Linked DNA regions of Cyprinus carpio: region 2 is linked to region 1. The links are chromatin contacts, called in public Hi-C maps. All regions are on one chromosome and are shown on one strand. Each heading gives the region's core, a stretch centred on a gene start, on an enhancer-like site or on the middle of the called end of the contact. The rest is flanking DNA. Distances are from core to core; before and after follow the strand shown.

Region 1 (6,612 bases), core at 3,830-6,329:
TTGCAAGTTCACAGATCTTCTTTATGCACCAAGATCTTGTAACACTCCAAAGAGAAAGGAAATATTGAAATCGCATCATATGATCCCTTTAAGATATTACATTTCTAAAAAGTTGCTTTGAAACAATGTATATTGTGAAAAGTGCGATACAATTAGATTTAACTTTTTACATTGCCTGTTGCTATTTGACTATTAGGCTAGTTAACATCCAAGTTGACACTAGAGAAAAAAAGTTAGAACAAGTTATTAGATTTAAGTTATTAGACAAAGACTTTTTATTTGTAATAATGTGCACTGAATAATCATGCAAAGTAAGGCAAGGAACGTGTTATGAAAGCAAATAGGCCTAAGCTAAATTTTGAGTTTAAGCTGACACTAGTAATGTGCATGTCTGGTGCTAGCAAGTAACCCAATTCTGCAAAATTGAATGTGCACTGACGACCTCAGGGTAGATAAAAGATAAAAGATAAAAGATATGACGTCACACAGAAAGGGGAGAGTCAGGTCACTTGGCAGGTGTACAACAACAAAGAGAAGAGCCTCGCTAATAGACTTGAAAGCACTTACACACATGCCGTCTCAGAGGACACACTTTGCTTCCTGCACATGCCAGGCATCCTCAGATTTACACCAATGAGGCACTTTCAATCTTTGGTTACAGCGGACAGACCAACTAGTTTTTCTTTGCGGAGAAATTACATAATGCCTTTACTTTAGAACAACAAGAAGTCTCTTGTTTAGATTTTTTTCAGGCACGGAGAACTGTGGCAAGGACTTTGCAGGAAATGTCACGTCACAAGTGTCTTTCTAAAGCTACATTTTAATCGTGTTACATTTATGGAGTCAAAATATTTTGTTTAATACACATAAAAAGCATTGCACAGCAAAATTTGGGGGCCAACAGGAGGCAAAACACTGCAAAAGAATCTGGACAAAACATTTTCTAAAATGAGTTTCTTTCCATAAAAAAAACTACAATAACATATTTCTGCAGACTGCTAAAACCAGTCAATCAAACTGACGATGTTCTTCATTGTTCAAAACTGAAACAGCATGCTGTACATTCAATTCAGCAGTGACAAGCAGCTCTTCCTCTAGCAAACAAAATATCTGGCTTTTATGGGCAATCGACGGATGTTCATGCAAACAGTCTTGTTGTTTGAAACCAGTTGAGTCTAAAAGGCTGGACTTTTTCTCAAGTATTTGCTGAATCAGAGAACATGGCCAAAGTTTCTGTCTGCCTGGCCGCTTTTATTAAAAAACAGGAGTCCCGGGAGACTCATGTGATATCCGTCGCTGACGAAAACAACCAACAGAACTGGAAAAGCACTTCTAGAGTCTGCAAGTGCTCAAAAACTGAGAATTATCTGAAAGATTAGCAGGCGGACTACACTGGAAAAGACTGGGTTTATATTCGATTTCTATTGATTCCACATCAGCACAATCCTTCGCATGTCTGGAAAACATTGAAACCTACAGCCTCCATTGGGAGAATTGGACTTCCTGAGATCTGTGTAACCATGGAGCTCTTTGATTACTAAAAGGTGGTGAATGGGACTCTCTTGACCTGTTTCTCGTAGAGCACAGATTATTCCCTTTATTTGCCTAGATGAAGTTTTTTGCCTTGGTCTTATAAGGAGTATTCTAGTTTCAATACAAAAAAAAAGTAACACTCTGAAAGATTGGCTATTCATTTAAATACTTTAGTGTGATTCTTTGTTGTGATTCTATTAGGTCTAACTTTTGTGGCTATACTGTTAATAATATAGTGTTTTAATGTTTTACTGCCTGACCCTATCCACTGCTATTGTACATGACCTTTAAAAACCACAATTAAAAAAAAATAAAAAAACACCTGAGGGGAAGGGTTGAAACTATTTTCTGTGGTGATTAACATCAAAATGGCATAGGCTAGATGCTGTAGATAGAACTTAACTTATATTGAACATGTAATATTCCTTCACACGACCGTTCAAAAGTTTGGGGTCAACAGGATTTTAAGTAATTAATACTTTTATTCAGCAAGGATGCATTAAATTGATCCAAAGTGAATGAATAAATAAACGTTGCTCGTTTGAACTTTCTATTCATCAAAGAATCCTGAAAAAACAGCACAACCATTTTCACCATAAATAATAAGAAGAAGTGGTTCTTCTTGCACACCAAATCAGCATATTAGTATGATTTCGGAAGGATCATGTGACACTGAAGACCGGAATAATGATGCTGAAAATTTAGCTTTGCCATCACAGGAATAACTTTTTTAAATTACATATTCAAAAAGAAAATTGTAATACGATTTTACAATGTTACTGTTTTTACTGTTTATTCAAATAAACAATGCCTTGGTGAGCATAAGAGACTTCCTTCAAACACACACACACAAAATTACACTAAACTTTTGAGCATAGAGTAAATAGCATAAGCAGCTGCAACAACATACAAGTGCGGATAATGTATGTCATTCCATAGGCCACTGCTGACTGGAGGGCAAAGTACAGTAAGAGCTGCTAGAAGCTCTTAAAATATTCAGTTCTTACATGCAGAATCTGAAAATGAGTAAAAATTAACTTCAAAACAAAGCTTATATCCTGCCATGCACATAGCAGACTTAAAAAAAAAAGAAAAAAGAGCCAAGTTGGAACCATGCTGCAAAACTAAGCTAATCATGCCTTTTTTGGTCAATGATGACCACCAATATAGATTAGATTATAAGTGATGCTGCGGTGCAATCTTTCCTAAATGATCAATCCCCCAAGAATTCCAATCAGTCAACTCAGTACTGATCTCGACAGAAAACATCTACCAGAAAGAAGCTAAAACTGCATTCTCTGTAATGAGATACAGATGAACCCTCTTGGATTTCTTCTGGCAGTGGTTTCATCTCCATAATCGCTAGCGGACACTTTCACTGTTTGACAACTGCATTTCGAGAAAGGAACAGGCCCGGAATTTGGATTAACAATAAAAACTCGGACTTCCATTATTATTTCTGTATTCCAGTTTTCATGTGTGGCTCATTAAGGTGGCAAATACCCTGAGAGTACTGAGGAAATTAAAAAATCTGCAAGGTTATTAGATTTTAGATCTGGCCAGCAAAAGCAAGATTTCCATAAGCAATTCCAAAAGGAGCAAAAGCGCAACATACAGAAACTTTTAAATCAGTTCTCAACTGGTGAGTCACGGAAAAGGCTAAATGAAAATAATAAAACAAAACTATCATGCATAGCTAGGAGAGCAAATAAATAAGCTTGTATTTCATGTTAATATAAAATAAAACTTAAATGTTAAGGATTTTTTGTTAACCTTTTTGCAATAATCTATGTTAGTTCTTGATGTTCAATACAAGTCCTACAAGTAAAACCAATTGAGAACCAGAGCTTAAATGAATAATAGATGCCAGGAACGACAGACAACCAAATACAAAACACATCCTGGGAATTCCAAAGCTTCTAGACAAAAGAACAACAATCTAGGACTGTGTAGTCTGGGAACACACACACAAAAAAAAACATATTTCTAATAACAAAGTGCAAGGCACAATCTTATGTTTACTAACAGTCAACTCGGCCTTTGTCTTTGATTCTGTCATTTTCACAGGCTAATCTGATGAGTCACGTAACCTGATGAGATAAATTCTTTAAATTTTACAGCTTTGAAGAGGAAAGGTTCAGGTTAAATGTGAACACCTTCTATATCAGGCCACAGAATGATTAGAATAACAGCAGGGGTTCAAACCGGGCTATTGATATAAACACTCTGCTGAGGTGAGTTCTGATCAACATCAAAGGCATGTTTGTCTAAAACACACCTGTCACCAAATAGTGTATAATCCAAACAGTTTTAACTAGTTTTTTAGTCTAATTATAAACCATCTTTCTTTCAAGATCAGAAATGAGAGAAAATAAGGTAACCGATTAAAGGAAAAAGTAAACAAAACAAAAATACAAAAAATAGTTCACATAAACAACTGAACAATTAAACATGAAATAAAATAATTGTAATATAAACATAAATATAATTAAATTATGCAATTAAATTATAAATGTCCCTGTCTGAAAGCGGATCCATGTGTTTTGGAACATGATAGTTTTCTAGTTGTTCTGAAACCACCAGCTGGTCATACCATCTTAAGATGGTCAAGCTAGTTTTTGGGACATGGTAGTTGGTAGACTAGACAATAACTGAATTTACATTCAGTACAATGATTTGAATAATAATAAAAAAATATTGTATACAGTGTGGCTATTGTGACGAAATGTAATGTTTTAGCTATTTACTGCCATAAGAAGAATATACTGACTTCTAGAAATATAAACACAGAATTATTTATAATTTCATTTACAACAACATTTTTTAAATTTTTATTATTATATACAATAATACTTGTTAAGCATCTACACCCTTTTCCCCTAAATTCTAAATAAAAGTGTTATAAATAAATGTGACATGCGGGATCCAGTTAAAGGCCAGCTCGGATCCACTAGAAACCATGTTCCACACAGTTATGTGTGGGTCTACCAGCAGGGGTTAATATCCTGCTGCAGTTAAGAAGTTATTACGACACAAATAAAACATCTAAAACATAATCTGCCGAAATCCTCACAATGACTTCACGGCAATTCTTGTAGGAAATTCGAGGTTGTCTTATCTTACCTCGAACGCTGCAGTGCTCAAAGCTTGCTTCCCTCGTTCACTCTCATTCCCTTTAAACGCTCACAAAACACCATCCAACGTTGTCTGCTTGGGACTGTTTGGCTGGTTACCGCAAACACGTTGAGCTGTCCTTCTATTCCAATGAACGTCGCGAGACAAACTACTTTGTTATAATGTTGCGCTACGGCGTCTGACTGGAGTAAAAGCGTTCTAAAATGTACCAAAACAAACGCTTGTTACGATGCTGGAACTTTTATTCTGCGCTGCGGGTTTTGACGAATGTAAAACGGTCTCAGAATGGAGAGACACAGATCACTTGTAACACTGTAGCAACTTCTATTCTTCTAGTCCGCGTGTCTCACAGGGCGGGACCAGCAGCAGTTAGTGGGAGCAGTGAGGTGTCTCTCTGGCCCTGAATGTCGCATGCTTGACTGTTTATTCATTCGAGCTTGAATAGGACTCGTGAATGTTTACTCATTTCTTGCTCTTGAACGAGGTGTTAACGTGCATGAATACTTATATTAGGGTTTTATTTAGATTATATGACTATAGTTGTTGTTTAGGCTGTAGTGTAGGTCTATGTCATTTAAATGCTTTTATTTGTTTGATTAATGGATACTTTTAAGCGATGACTGTATAAGAAGCCACGCTGCCAATTTAGATTTTTGTCTTAGGTTTCATATTGAAACATATCCAATGCCCAATGAAGTTATAAAATGAATATGACTGACCTCGTGTGGACAGTCTAAATATTACAACTGGGATCAATTCGTATTTCTGTTCGTCTGTCTGTCCGTGTAAATATGCATTTCTATCTCTGTCTGTATTTCTGTGTTTGCTTTTCTATACCTATCACTGTCTGTCTTCCATTCATTTCTATGTATTTCTTTGTCTGTCTGTTTTTCAGTCTTTGCTTTTCTATAACTATCACTGTCTGTCTGTCTGTCTGTCTGTCTGTCTTTCTATGTATTTCTATGTCTGTCTGTTTTTCTGTCTTTGCTTTTCTTCTTCTGTCTGTCTTTTTCTATAACTTCACTGTCTTTTATCTTCTGCTTTCTATCTGTCTATCTAAACTATTTCTGTACTGTCTGTCTGTCTATCTGTCTATCTATGTCTGTCTGTCTGTCTACCGTCTGTCTGTCTGTTCTATGTGAAAAACAAGTCTATTCTGTATTTTCTCGTCTGTATTTCTGTCTTCACTTTTTTTTATACCTATCACTGTCTTTCTGTCAGTCTGTATTTCTGTCTATGTCTGTCTGTCTTTCTATGTATTTCTCTGTCTGTCTGTCTGTCTGTCTGTCTGTCTGTCTATCTATCTATCTGGTAATTTCTATCTCCACCTTCACTTATACCTATATCTATGTATTTCTATGTCTGTCTGTATTTCTGTCTTCACTTTTTTTTATACCTATCACTGTCTTTCTGTCAGTCTGTATTTCTGTAACTATGTCTGTCTGTCTGTCTATATATGTTTTCTATCTTTCTATGTCTGTCTGTTTTTCTGTCTTTGCTTTTCTATAACTATCACTGTCTGTCTATCTGTCTGTCTGTCTGTCTGTCTATCTGTCTGTCTGTTGTATTTCCTTCTGCCTACCTAATTTCTTTCTGTCTATCTATCTATATCTATTTCTGTCTATATATCTTCACTTTTTTTTATACCTATTGTCTGTCTGTCTCTGTATTTCTGTCAGTCTGTATTTCTGTCTATGTCTGTCTGTCTGTCTGTCTGTCTGTCTGTCTGTCTGTCTTTCTATGTATTTGTCTGTCTGTCTCTGTATTTCTGTCAGTCTGTCTGTCTGTCTGTCTGTCTGTCTGTCTGTCTGTCTGTTCTGTATTTTCTCTGTCTGTCTGTCTGTCTGTCTGTCTATCTATCTATCTATCTATCTATCTATCTATCTCTCTATCTATCTATCTGTCTTTCTGTCAGTCTGTATTTCTGTCTGTCTATCTATCTAT
Region 2 (6,543 bases), core at 1,028-3,527, 140 kb before region 1:
GTGGTGCATAAAGATTAAAATGATGAGGGACATTACCATCTTTTCATCAGGGTCATTCATCAAGTGGAAGCCGCATGAAATGTAATCCCTATGAAGATGATCCATCTTTTAACAAAAATTGAGATTTATCAGTTCTGAATGCTTTTGAAGGTTTTTATATTTAGCAGCCAGATAAACAGACAGATATAACTATATAGATTGACAAAAATGTAATATAAAAGTAAAACTGCACACATGCAGATAAACGTTAACATATTATAAACATTAAAATTTTTTTGTAAAACAGCTCTGAAATGTGAAAAGCGCTACACAAATAAATCTGACTTGACATGTACAAATATTATTTAATCTATATAATCCTCTCTTTTGGCACCTGGCTTACCCTGTCTGGTTTATATGGCACTTATTCAACATTTAAAATTAGATATGTCTCACATTGCGTGCCTTTTAAGTCCTAAACCTTTTTTTACCCCAGCAAAAGCTGCTGTAAGCACTGCAGTAAGTCTGTGGCTTTATTATAGTACTACAATTTCATGATCTGACTCCTAATGACCGCAGCATATGCGGTCAAAACTCTGCCTGTCTTGCATGAATTAACGCAGTAAAGATCAGCACATTTCTCTACACTTAAAGAGCCTTTGGTCCCGGATTAGATTTAGACAACTAATAGAGGATACTCCCTTGGTAATTTTGCAGATGGAACATAGTTAATTATGGCCACCAATGAAATTCAACCATCTCTTTAGCTAAGCCAAGGACAAGGCAGTGGTCTCAATGCACTGGCCCAGAAAATGCATTCAGACTCAAATCGAAGTGAACTTGATCGTATTACACATGGTTCAGCAACACAGGGACAGACTAGAAAATTCACAGGCTCAAGTGATGAACCCAGAGATGAAATGCCAGAGAGTTATCATTTGCAGAGAGACCATTAACACAAACTGTGGAATAAAAATCAGATAGCAACTAAAGACTCATGATGAGTGATAATAAACCAATATTTCTAAAGAAAACTAAATTAATAATATAAATATAAAATATAACAGTTTAACCTAAAATATTGATGTTAATGAATTAACCTAATATTGCACAAAAAAAAAAGAAACAATCTGAAGTATATTACAAGCGAGACATTAAAGTTAAATAAATAAATAAGGCATTTTCTTGTGGAATCTATCTTGCTCAGCGGTTTTCAAATTCACAGACCCTCAGTCCACAAGATGCACAATTTAAGAATTTATGATGATAGATAGATAGATAGATAGATAGATAGATAGATAGATAGATAGATAGATAGATAGATAGACCATGTTAATTTAAATATCTTTAAACATGTTTACATGTTAATTTAAATATCTTTAAACATTTTAATACATTTCAGAGTTATTTAAAACCATTCAGGCTTTCTAACAGTTACAATACAAAAGTCAGTTATTTAATATTGGAAATAACATGTTAAAGTATCACACTTGGCATGATTGTGGTTTTCATGAATTAAAATATGACTTTACAATTTTTGAAGCACAAACGATCCCCTCACAATGATCATTTTATTCCAAAAAACCTTCAAAACTCTTGCTCTAGTTAACACATAAAACAAGATCTTCAAGTAGGCTGTGGCCTGAAGAACACTTCAGCGTAAACATTAACAGTACTTAATGCACTCAGTATAGATATTATATGCGTTCACTTCAGCAGGGTCCATCAAACATTGAGTTTGCATTAGAACATGGGTCTACATCTATGATCAGATAGGTAAACAGTTCAAGGTTTATATTGTGCTTTATAATAGCCATGAATAGAACGATTCCACTAGATGGAGCTAAAAGCATTGCATTTAAAACATTCTCAATTGTTACATTCACACACATAAAATAAAAATAGCTGGAAAAGGATAGAACTATAGATTGCACTAACCCATTGCCTTATGAACAAACAACGGTGCGCTAATTCAATTATAAGAATAAAATACGGTCTTTTTTAATTCTATTAAAAAATAATGGCTATTATTCAAAAGCAATTACATATTTGCCAAAATACTGCTAATGTGGGTGAAGATCGATCTTTGTAGCAATCTTAAAAAGCGTATATGTGCACAAAAAGTCATAATACTTCCCTGCTAATTGTTGTGACGCGCTGTCGTCGCCTTCCGCGACACTCCTCCCACTATTGCGCCATTGGTTGCTTTGTACTGAAAACAGCGCAGGCTTTCAGGTTGGAAGGTTCCTAATGGCTACAATTTATATTTGCATAAATTCTCAGTGCGTGATTGGTCGACGGCACGCCAATCAACCGATTCCCCTGCTTTTGGATATTACCTCAGGAGACTCCACAGTTTTTCATTAGTGAGGACTGGAATGTGAACAAAGTAACACAGCCAAGTAACCAGACAAGAGGTGAACAAAACTATGATTTTTTCCCTAATTTCTAAACTGCACAACATCAGGATTTCTCACTAGCGCCCAGAATACTGTAAGTATGCCATGTCTTTCTAAAAATAGTCTTGTATATGAGCAAAAAAAAAAAAAAAAAAAGCTTCAGCTGATTAACACTCTAACCAACATCTGCACTGTTCTTCCTGTTTTTGGCAGGGCTGGAAAAGCCAATACACTCAGTCAGGATTAGATGTGAGCTGGATAGGGATTGGTGACTACCTCTTGCTTCTTCCAGAAGGAGAAATGGGTGTAAATCGGAAGATAATGATCGCTTACAGGGAGAGCAGCGTCTTTACGTGTCTCTAATCGCCAGGAGTTTGTCAGGCTTTCTTCTGCATGTCAATACACTGAGTTACAACTCTCCGCTAACAGCATTAGCTCTTCTCATTCACAGTGTCGTTACTGAGCGGTCGCCGTAAACATAAGCGCAGATAAATCTGTCATTTTTGAGATGTTACTGTGGTTACTTTTAATTTTACAATTACATTTTACCTCAGTGTAAGTTATCCATTTAATCAGGTGTCTCTTTACATTGTTTAGCTCACTAGCGAGCTGGCTAACTAGCTGTAGTTGGTGCGCATTTCTGAAGTCCCGTGGCGCAGAAAATAGTCGCCGTTTACTACGAACTTGCCAATCTTATTGCTTATCAGTTGTTTTTTTTATTCCATATTGGCTACACTTGTTAACATACAACCACTTTTCATAGTGTATTGAGACGAGGGATTAACTAAAGGAACGATGGACAGAATATTGTATTTGTTGCTTTTTTGCCCAGCCCAGCCCGAGCCACAGAACACCTGCTCCTAGTGATGATTTGTACAATTAAAACTGTGTTTATTCGATATAAAAGTCAGGACATTGCGTCTGAATGTATCAATGGCCTCAGGGTTCATGTACAATTTGAAGTTCATTCCAGTTATTTCTGCATTGGTCACAGTTCAAGTAAACAAACGCCTGTCTAACCGCATATTGGCTGTTGCATACTTTTGCAAAGGTTTCATGACCCTACCATTACAATTATATTTGCCTTAATTACTCACCTGGTACGTTATACTACCAATTGTTCTCCATTTTGTTCCTGTAACATTTTGGATGTTTAACACCTGGTTTAACTTGTCAGCTCATTTATAGGGGGCTCCATGTCCTGAAATGGGTGTCAAATAAGGGAGATGTCCAGATGTGCAGTTTTGGGCATCCTTGCAGGGTTGAAAAAAGCTGCTTTATGTTGTAATAATAAATAAGGAACGAAACATAGGAAGGTTTAGCATGCTTTCACTAAAGTTTTTTTCTTCTTCATTTCAGCCAAAATATGGCCAGTTTGGCCACACTACTATAACTTTCTGTAACAATGGCAGCGAGTACTGTCTGTAGTAACTATTTAGTGAAGTGTTCAGCAAGGATATTTTAAATGAATATAGCATTCCCTGAAAAAAAAAGGGTCAATTCAAAGTTGTCCATTTGGGGTACTGCCTCATTGACAAGTTGTTGTACCCCTAAAGGTACAATTTTTGCGTTTTTTTTTTTTTTTTTTTTTTTTTTTCAAGCCAAAATACATTTGCTATAGCGCTCCACATGCCAGCTCACTGAGAATGGACTGTGTATTACGACATTTCGGAAAGCAGTGGTGCATGAAATAGAGCTTGCGCAGCGAGAAATGTCTGCATTCACGTACTTGTGTAAAATATGTTTTAGCCTGAGTGCTGATAGAAGTACTTAGTCCAGATGATGGACTTCATGCAGGCCGGTGATTCATTGAGCTTTTTCAAATCAGCGAGGTTGCCAGCTTTTGACTTTCCGCAAACACACAAAAAGCACCTCCCACCTTCCATTGCTGTTGCCTAACTGAAATACAGCTCTGGAATACCAACATCCTTAGTGAAAAGAACCTGGAAAGGCTATTTAGTCAGTGGAGTCTAGATGTTTACACAGGAAGAACATTCAAAGAAATAAAGACCTTTGTTCCTCAGCCTCTCAGTGGCGTTGCAATTAAAAGGTGTCATTCATGCTGGTGAGAATATCCGCATGGATAGGTAGTTAGTTTGTTCGCATTGAATGATTCAGCAACTTTGGCATGGCTCATGCTGTTGTTGAGTGATGGTTACCATGGATGATGGGATGAACCATGTAGGAACTCCAAGGCAGTTTCATCAAGCTGTGAGCTTTCAGCTCTCTCCTTTTCATTCAGCCACAAACCTGTAAAAGTCCACTGTTGGAATTGTACATTTGAGAAATTGTCACAAAGCTGTATCTTGCAAGAAATGACTGGAGAAGTTTTCTTCTTGTACTGTATGTGGACAAAAATATCTCTCTTGCATTTTCTGTTCCCCTGGCCCCATAAAGGACTCTTTCGGCCTGGCCTGTTGGGACGCTTTTTGGGACCAATGCAGCCCCCTCCTCAGTTCCTCACTGTCAGTGCCTGTGCGTGGGTCAGCAGTTTTTGCCGCTGTAAGTGGTTTTAGACACCTGCTTGCTCCCTTTTCTCTTGTTCACCCATCAACAGCCCTGCATCCAACCCCTCCAATACCAGCCTCCCAGCTGCCCTTATCCCCCTGCATAGCTTTCTGCACGGATAGCTGTGACCTTGCATCCTTTGTGGTCAAACTATTGCATTGTGATTCATGTCATCCCGAGAGTGTGATCCATAAAGACCCCGCCGATATTTGTGCATGCTTGCACCCCTCTCTCGTCACAACCTCAAATTGTTTCAGTTAAAGGATCCAGTTTACATGCAAGCACATTTACTCACACAATGAGTCACTTGTAACATTGAACCTTTGCTCTTGAAACTTTAGTTCTCAAACACCAGATAGAACGAGCAAAACTGTCTGGATTTCACCAAATCATGAGCTGCAAGCCAATCAGGGAAATCCTGAAATTTCATTAATATCAAGCCATACAACCTGTGCATTGTACATTTAAACCTTTAATTACCTGCCACAGCCTTTAAACCCAACAAATTAAATGTTGAAATATCAGGTTTTTTGTTTTTGTTGTAGAGCTGCATGAAACAAAAAAGTGATGCAGTAAATCAATTATTTCCCTTCAGTCTTGTGATCTTTATTCATTTTGATTAATATAATTTACATTGAAATGATTTTTGTAGGGTAACTGCATACCATTTTCTTTGCTTTTCCAATTGCGTTTTTTGCACCATAAAACAAGTGCAGAAATTGGCATCTTCTCATTTTCATTCTTAAAATTTGAAAAAAACATTTTGTTTTTCATGCTGTTGATTGCAGTATAACTTAATGTTAATCAACAAACCTGTCTAATTCATACAATCTGCACTTTGTTGATTATAATAGGAGCATTCTATTTTTGCCGCATTGCATGCAGTGTATTACTGCTTGGACTAGTTGTTGTCACCCCAGTTATGCATGAATGAACATATCAGTGAATTGTAACAATGCTTACTGTCCTCAAGTAAATTTACTGATGTAAGAGAGAAAGGAAAAGTTTAATTGGAAGTTAATTATGAAGACATAATTGTATTACTTGGAAAAAAAATGTGCTCTACACAAGATCAATAGAATCATAACAGAATATGAATAATTAGGTTTCTCAGTTTATTGTAGATGCTCTCTTTTTAATTCTTGCATTTTTATTCATCAGACATGTCTCACATTTAATCTAGAAAACTACTATTGATTAGTGTAGATAGGATACTCTTATGTTTGTTTTCTTTAGGTATTCATTTTAATGATCTGATTGGATTTCTTGCATAGTTATCTCAAGGTTTTGCCAAACTTTATCACAATCTGTCAGCATAAAATGTGAGAATTAGACTTGATTAATTGTGCTCTTTGCGTTGGCTTAACAGTGTAAAGAAGGATTACAGTTATAAGATCCTCTGAACAAAGTACAGGGAACTCAACTGTTGAAGTAAGATTACTGAAGGAGCTGTGTATATCTAGCAAATGTCAAGAAAAGTTTTCTTATGAAGAATGTGAAAATGTCATTCAGGCAATACATATTAACACTCACTAAACACACACACACACACACACACACACAAAAAAAATAATAAATTCTCAGCCATTTCCACACAAAGATTAGCATTTACTTACCACATTTAAGTAAATGCTAATCATCAAAAAGTCTAAGACCA

What was found. Hi-C and Micro-C count contacts between places; a contact is called where the count stands out from the background.
Region 2: a contact with region 1 is called in a Hi-C map of liver, with 4 times the contacts expected there. The contact joins the promoter of LOC109063508 here to the promoter of LOC109069801 in region 1. A contact is called at or near these places in 2 of 8 Hi-C or Micro-C datasets (liver and skeletal muscle).

What each region holds. Positions count from the first base shown.
Region 1 is chrB25:8,621,600-8,628,211 of ASM1834038v1, reverse strand. LOC109069801 (A-kinase anchor protein 13-like) reads right to left here and starts at 5,079. Exons shown (of 41, transcript XM_042752714.1): 1 at 4,657-5,079.
Region 2 is chrB25:8,761,882-8,768,424 of ASM1834038v1, reverse strand. LOC109063508 (kelch-like protein 25) reads left to right here and starts at 2,277. Exons shown (of 3, transcript XM_042752617.1): 1 at 2,277-2,396.